Regions from separate parts of the Mus musculus genome. Here region 2 is linked to region 1. A link is a contact called in public Micro-C data. All regions are on one chromosome and are shown on one strand. The core of a region is the stretch at or near the end of the contact, and the rest is flanking DNA. Distances in the headings are between cores, read along the strand shown.

What was found. A called contact is a pair of places that touch in the nucleus more often than the background predicts.
Region 2: a contact with region 1 is called in a Micro-C map of embryonic stem cells, with 3 times the contacts expected there. The contact joins the enhancer-like site here to the promoter of Fbxl17 in region 1. A contact is called at or near these places in 6 of 484 Hi-C or Micro-C datasets (LSK cells, embryonic stem cells, olfactory sensory neurons and 1 more) and 2 of 9 other capture datasets (adipose tissue and liver).

What each region holds. Positions count from the first base shown.
Region 1 is chr17:63,499,142-63,502,284 of GRCm38.p6, reverse strand. Fbxl17 (F-box and leucine-rich repeat protein 17) reads left to right here and starts at 1,705. Exons shown (of 9, transcript NM_015794.1): 1 at 1,705-3,143. The coding sequence starts at 2,268.
Region 2 is chr17:63,848,207-63,851,349 of GRCm38.p6, reverse strand. No RefSeq gene overlaps it. Among named protein-coding and RNA genes, the nearest start is that of Fer, 14 kb to the left of the region's middle. Within about 2 kb of position 1,594, at least 303 of the 459 cell types and tissues checked have an H3K27ac peak or open chromatin away from gene starts, as enhancers often do. A contact at or near this core is called in adipose tissue, embryonic stem cells, liver and 1 more, where this site is marked.

The sequences.
Region 1 (3,143 bases), core at 456-2,955:
CCCTGATGGGTATGCATGGTGCCAGGCTCTCTATAAAGGACTTGCTAAAATCAGGAAGGCATTCTCGTTTCTAACTCCACAGTCTGATTCAACACACATTTATGAGATCCATTCATATTCTATTTTATTTTTAATTCAAGAGTAGTGGTGCACTGAATATTCCAGCTTCCTCATTCTCCCACTGACAGACATCTGGGCTCCTTGAGAGTTTTGCTCTCATCAGTACATTTGCGTTTCCATACAAGTCTTTTTGCAGACAGGACTTTATTTCTCTTGGTGAACACAAGATGTGGGTCTTTATGTGCCAAAGGGTAGACGAATGCTTGACTTACAAGAAACTGACAGGGCTGTACTTTCTGCACAATTTTAGCTTCATTTGCTCTAGAAAAGAGCCAAGCCGAGATGGCCATAACTTGACGATTCACGAATGGAGCTCTGAGAGCCTGGAAGACCCTTTCCTCGATTACAGGCAGAAGAACCATGGGCATGTGGGGGATATCCGTAGGTGAAGGAGTTCAGACAGCACATTTGAGAGTAACAAATATGTGAATATCTGGACAAATCTTTTTCCCATTGGTTTTTGAAATTCTGATATCCTCAACTCTCTCCCCGGTAGCTTTTGAATATACCCAGGGAGTATATTCTTCAGCAGGGAGGGGTGGGGCTTCTTTTAATGAAGAGTAGAAACTGCCAGAAACAAATCACCTCATTTCTTCGCAGCCTTTGTTTCTTTTCTGCCACTCCCCCCACTGACACTTTTTCTAAAGTCCTCTCCACTGCCTGATCCACTGCTTTGGACTCTTAGCATGGTTTCAAAGTTCCCTCCAAAACTTACCCTGAAATTTGCTACTGTTAACAGTATGCATGCAACATTCCTAAGGGGGTCCTTTAAGAGGTGATGAGGACACTAGAGTTCCGCCCTCCAGGAACAAATTGTTACCACAAGAGTAGGTTCCCGATAAAAAATGATAGACAGTTTCCGGCGCTTTTACCCTGCCACTTAGCTGACACTGCATGTTATTCTACTTTCCAAAGCCTCCAGAGCGAGATAAACTTCTTCATAGTTTACTGTTGTATGTAGCATTGTTATAGCAGCAGAAGAGACTAAGACAACTAACTTTCCCTACCTTCTCCCCTGTGAAAGCTGACCTCTCCCCATCCGAGAACCTGTGTCATCACTGTAACTTAAGACTTCTGAAGTCTGATCAACTTGCATGTTTTAGTTCCCCACCTTAGCCACCAAAGTCTGTCCTAAGGGCACCACACTAATATTCACAGAGTGGACAGACTGGATTTCAAGGTGTCAAACAACAGTAACATTGAGCTTGGAGCCTGGAATGTTGGAGTGTTTTTTCCAGCGTGTATACCTGTTTTCAGCGTGATACATGTTTTCAGCCCGCAATTGTGTGCAAAGGCAGCAGTATGCAACAGGTGCCTAGACACAGGAGTAGAATCAGTGTAGTCACCTAGCTAACGGATCCTTACTGGACTGTCACCCATCACCCAAGGGCTCAGGCCTCTCAGGTGGAACTGGTTCTTCCGTTCTCAATTGGCCTCAGTTTCCGAGTCAGGGCGATGGTGGGGTGGGAAGTGAAGGGGAAGAGCCAAGCTGAGCCTGGCCAATGGCAGCTCTTGAACTTACACCTCCAGACGTCAGCGCGGCCGTGGAAACGGATGTCACCCAGCTGGCTCGGAAGCGTCTCCATCCGCTTCGGGAGAGGGGCGTGAGCCCGGAGGCGTCCAGGCCACCTCCGTGTGCAGCCGGAGGGAGTGCGCGGCCCCGTCAGCGCGCAGCCCCGAGGTCCCCGCTTCTCCCCCGGCGGCGCTCCCGCCCCTGGGTGAGACCCGCGCGCCCCCGCGGGCGGCTCCGCCCCCTCCCGGAGCGGGCGGCGCGCTCCCGCGGCGACGGGCCGTGTCGCGGGCTCGCGCGCCGCCGGCCCAGCCGCAGTTAAAATGGTCCGAGTCGGGCCCGCGCTGCCCCCGCCGCGGCGCTGACTGACTGAACCGGCTGGCCTGGCCGGCAGACTCGCTTCCCTCCCTCGCGTCCCCACAGCTCGCGCCCGTCCTCCTCCCGGCTCCCCGGGGGGCAAAGCATGTAGCCCGCGTCGGGCACCCGGGCGGCCCGCAGCTGACGCCCACCCCCGCCGTCGCGTGTGCCGGGTGCGCGGCGCGGGCGACCCAGCCAGCGGCCTGCCCCGCCGCCGGAGCCCGCCCCTCGGGCCTCCCTCTCCCGCCCCGTCCCGGTCGCCCTCCTCGGGGCCTTCTATATGGGCCACCTTCTCTCGAAGGAGCCGCGTAACCGCCCGAGCCAGAAGAGGCCTCGCTGCTGCAGCTGGTGTCGCCGCCGGCGCCCTCTCCTCAGACTGCCCCGCCGGGCTCTGGCCAAGGCGTCCCCGCAGCCCGCGGCGCCCCGGAGCCGGGACTGCTTCTTCCGCGGGCCCTGCATGCTCTGCTTCATCGTGCACAGCCCCGGCGCGCCCGCCTCCGCCGGCCTAGAGGAGGAGCCGCCGCTCTCGCCACCGCCGCCGCCGCCGCGGGACGGGGCCTACGCCGCCGTCTCCTCGCAGCACTTGGCGCGGCGCTACGCGGCCCTGGCCGCCGAGGACTGCGCCGCCGCCGCACGCCGCTTCCTGCTGTCCTCGGCCGCCGCCGCCGCCGCCGCTGCCTCGTCGCCCGCGTCCTGCTGCAAGGAGCTGGGGCTGGCCGCCGCCGCCGCCTGGGAGCAGCAGGGCCGGAGCCTCTTCCTGGCCGGCGTGGGGCCCGTGCGCTTCCTGGGACCGCTGGCCGCCGTGCAGCTCTTCCGGGCACCGCCGGCGCCGCCGCCGCAGGCCGAGCCCGCCACGGCCCTCGAGATGGTTTGCAAGCGGAAAGGGGCCGGGGTCCCCGCCTGCACCCCCTGCAAGCAGCCCCGTTGCGGCTGCGGGGGCTGCGGCGGGGGCGGCGGCGGCGGGGGAGGGCCCGCGGGAGGAGGTGCCTCGCCGCCGCGGCCGCCCGATGCCGGCTGCTGCCAGGCCCCGGAGCAGCCCCCGCCGCCGCTCTGCCCCGCGCCCGCCTCTCCCGCCTCAGAGTGTGCCCCCATCGTGGCCGCCGCCGGGGACACAGTCCGAGCCGGGGGCACCGCCCCCTCGTCTGCCCAGCAGCAG
Region 2 (3,143 bases), core at 345-2,844, 350 kb before region 1:
ACCACCAAAGGTTCTTTTATTGTTGGTGGTAGCACATTTAGAAATAAACATTACCCATCATTTTCCCTTGCCCACTCTATTTACTTTAATATGGAGTAAACTCAACTTTCTAAATGGGTGAGACGTGTGTTCAGAGTTCTACAGCTGGCCAACAGAAATGAAGATGCTTGTGATGGTTTGAGAGAAAATCGCCTTCAAAAACTCATGACGCTATAAGGGATTGTGGCCTTGTTGAAAGAAGTGAGTCACTGGGGCTGGGTTTTGAGGTTTCAAATGCTCAAGCCAGGCCCAGTGTCTCTCTGGATCGCCGCTGCCTGTGGATTTCGGATGTAGAACTCTTGGCTCCTTTTCCAGATCCCTTGCTACCTGTGTGCCACCGTGCTTCCTACTACCACGATAATGAACTCAACCTCTGAACTGTAAGCCAGCTCCAGTTAAATGTTTTCCTTCTTAAGAGTTGAGTTGCTGTGGTCATGGTGTCTCTTCACAGCAATAGAAATCCTAACTAAGACAGTGTTCTGAAGAAATAATCATGTCTTTCAGTCTATCTGACTGATCAAGTGATAGACCATCCCTATGCATAGAAGAGGCTTTTCCCTAGGAATCTCATATTGGAAGAAGGGAAAGGCACCAGCCAGAAGGGAAACCTGATTTTACACAGTTCCATTAACTTGTCCTACCACCTTACAGGATAGGCCTGAAGCTCAAGCACTGACAGCTCAATTGTGTGGGAAGTCACGCTGTGACCTGGTAAGCTAGGTGGACCAAAAGTGGACTTGGTAAACTCTCTGGATCTCTTTCCCTCTTCCCAATGTGGCCATGTTGAATACATCTTTTTTTTTTTTTTTTTTCCCTGCCTTCCACTTTTATTTTGGCTCTTTTAATTAGCTTATTGAGGACGAGTGGCTGGACCATACTTGAGGCTCTGGTGGTGACGCTACAGGTTCAATAGCACTGTCTTTAAAGTTTGTAATGCTGACCCCACCCCCAGTCTTTTCCGTAGCCATGCAATTATAAAGCTCTGAATTAACGGAGGAGGCCATTGGGCAGGCAGTAGAGCTAATGTTTACCTCCTCGAAAGCCTGTTGGGTTTCTATAGAGGTAAAACGGAAGCCCCAATCCCACACCCTACCCACGACTTAGGAAACTGTGGTTAGGTGCAGCTTTCACATCTCTCTCTATATGAAGGCGGCTACAGCGAGAGTCTGAGCCCGAAATCAAGGCATACAAGAAATCAGTTGAAAATAATAAGAGGGGTGTGTGTGTGTGTGTGTGTGTGTGTGTGTGTGTGTGTGTGTGTGTGTTTTGTTTTTCCCATGCAGCAAAAGGTAGAATTTTAGGGACACAACTGATCAAGTTCTCTGAGATTTTATTTTATTTTTTAGAAGTCAACACTTAGCAGGGGTAGCCAGTACAGGAACAAGATCTCAAGACAGGGTGTTCTGCTGCACCACACCAGATCCCAGGACCAAGACTGTCTAAGGCATCGCACAGACCCAGGCCAGACCCCGCCCAAAGAGGCCGGCCCAGCCCTAAGCAGCGAGAGCAGAAACCCTTTAGCGTCCTAGAGCGGCCATAGCGTGGTGCGGAAATGGGCGGAGCATCTCCGTGGCCTGGTCCAAGCATGCTCAGTGCCCTGACTCGGCTGGTGGGTCGGGAGTCTCCACACCCGGACCGGGATTCTAACGCGTGGACACAGTGCTGTCCACGCCCGCACAGTGCTAGCCGCACCCCGGCCCGGAGTGTCCTTTTCCCCTGCAGAAACCAGATTCATTCTGCACCGAGCTGAGCCCGCGGCAATGGGAAAGGGACAGGGCTGGCTCCCTGACCCAGAACTGCGTCTGGAGGGGCCGTCAGACATTTGCCTTAATTTTCCAGTCTGCAGTATCAGTGATGAGTATTTCCCAAAGTATTGCCAGAATTGAGAAAATGAATGAGAATACCAGGAACTTGGTTTTGAGCCTGACATTGTTAAACTGGAATTTATCGATAATACTTGCAGGCTCAGGAGATAAACACTCACCCCTGCATCATCCAACTCCGGAGGCGGTCACTGACTTCCTCAGTGGAGGATGAAATGCTGGTTGGAGTTCGAAAGAGCAAATGGACTCTAAACAACTACAAAAGCAGTATTTTTAATCACAAGGTCAAGTGCTTAAAACAGGGAGACCCTTAAAGAAAGAGGATAGAGAGTAGAAAGTGAAAAAATAAAATAAAATAAAAGCTTCCCCAAAATATAATTTCAGCTGTGATACGACGAAACCAATGAGAAATAACAAGTATGAGAACTCAAGCGGGAAGGTGTATTAGTAAATACAGTGAGACTCCAGTCTGTGGACAGTGGCAACCAATCCTCCTTCGCTGTGTTAAGCAATATGTAGGAGAGTCCCTAACGTGATCAAAACGGATATCTGAAACCCTATAGTAAAGTACCATTGTCTGCCGTCTCTCATTGCTTCCAACGTAAAGTGCACGTGGCTAATTTGTGTGGAATGATCCCTAGGAGACCAAGGTTCCTTACGAATTCTGCCTCCCCACCTGATGCAGCCTTCTCTGCGTTCATTGCGCCATCTCCTTTGGGACGCCTATATTATTCATGTCAATCGACAAGCAGCTGAAAAACATTGCACATTATGAAGCAACTTTGGTTTTTATTTAGCACATGGATTCGTGATATCCTAATTATCTTCATAATTGTAGAATGTGTTTATTCTTTAACCACTCCCTGTAAGCACAACTGAGTAATACTGTTATTATAAACATTTGCAATTTAAGTAAAGATAGGATTGTGAGTTACAAGAATCTTTGCCCTTTGCTTTCATTTGAGACTTTTTCCCTGTTCCTATGTTCTCATCTCTACCTGCCCAGAAGGCATTGGAGAACCATCGGATGGCAGATGGATGAAGGCTGAATCACTCTTGTTCTATCTCCTACTTTCCTGACTTAAAGTAGATTTTATAAACATTTTTAAAAAATTTTAAAACTTTGCATCTTTTTGAGACAGCATCTCTTGTAGCTCAAGTTGGCCTCGAACTCCTGATGTTTCTGCCTCTAGTTCCAAAGCGCTGGCTACCATGTGTGCTGCCCTCCCAAAGGTACCTCCATGTTCTGCCATATTTTAATCTTAATTTTCCTTTGCCCCT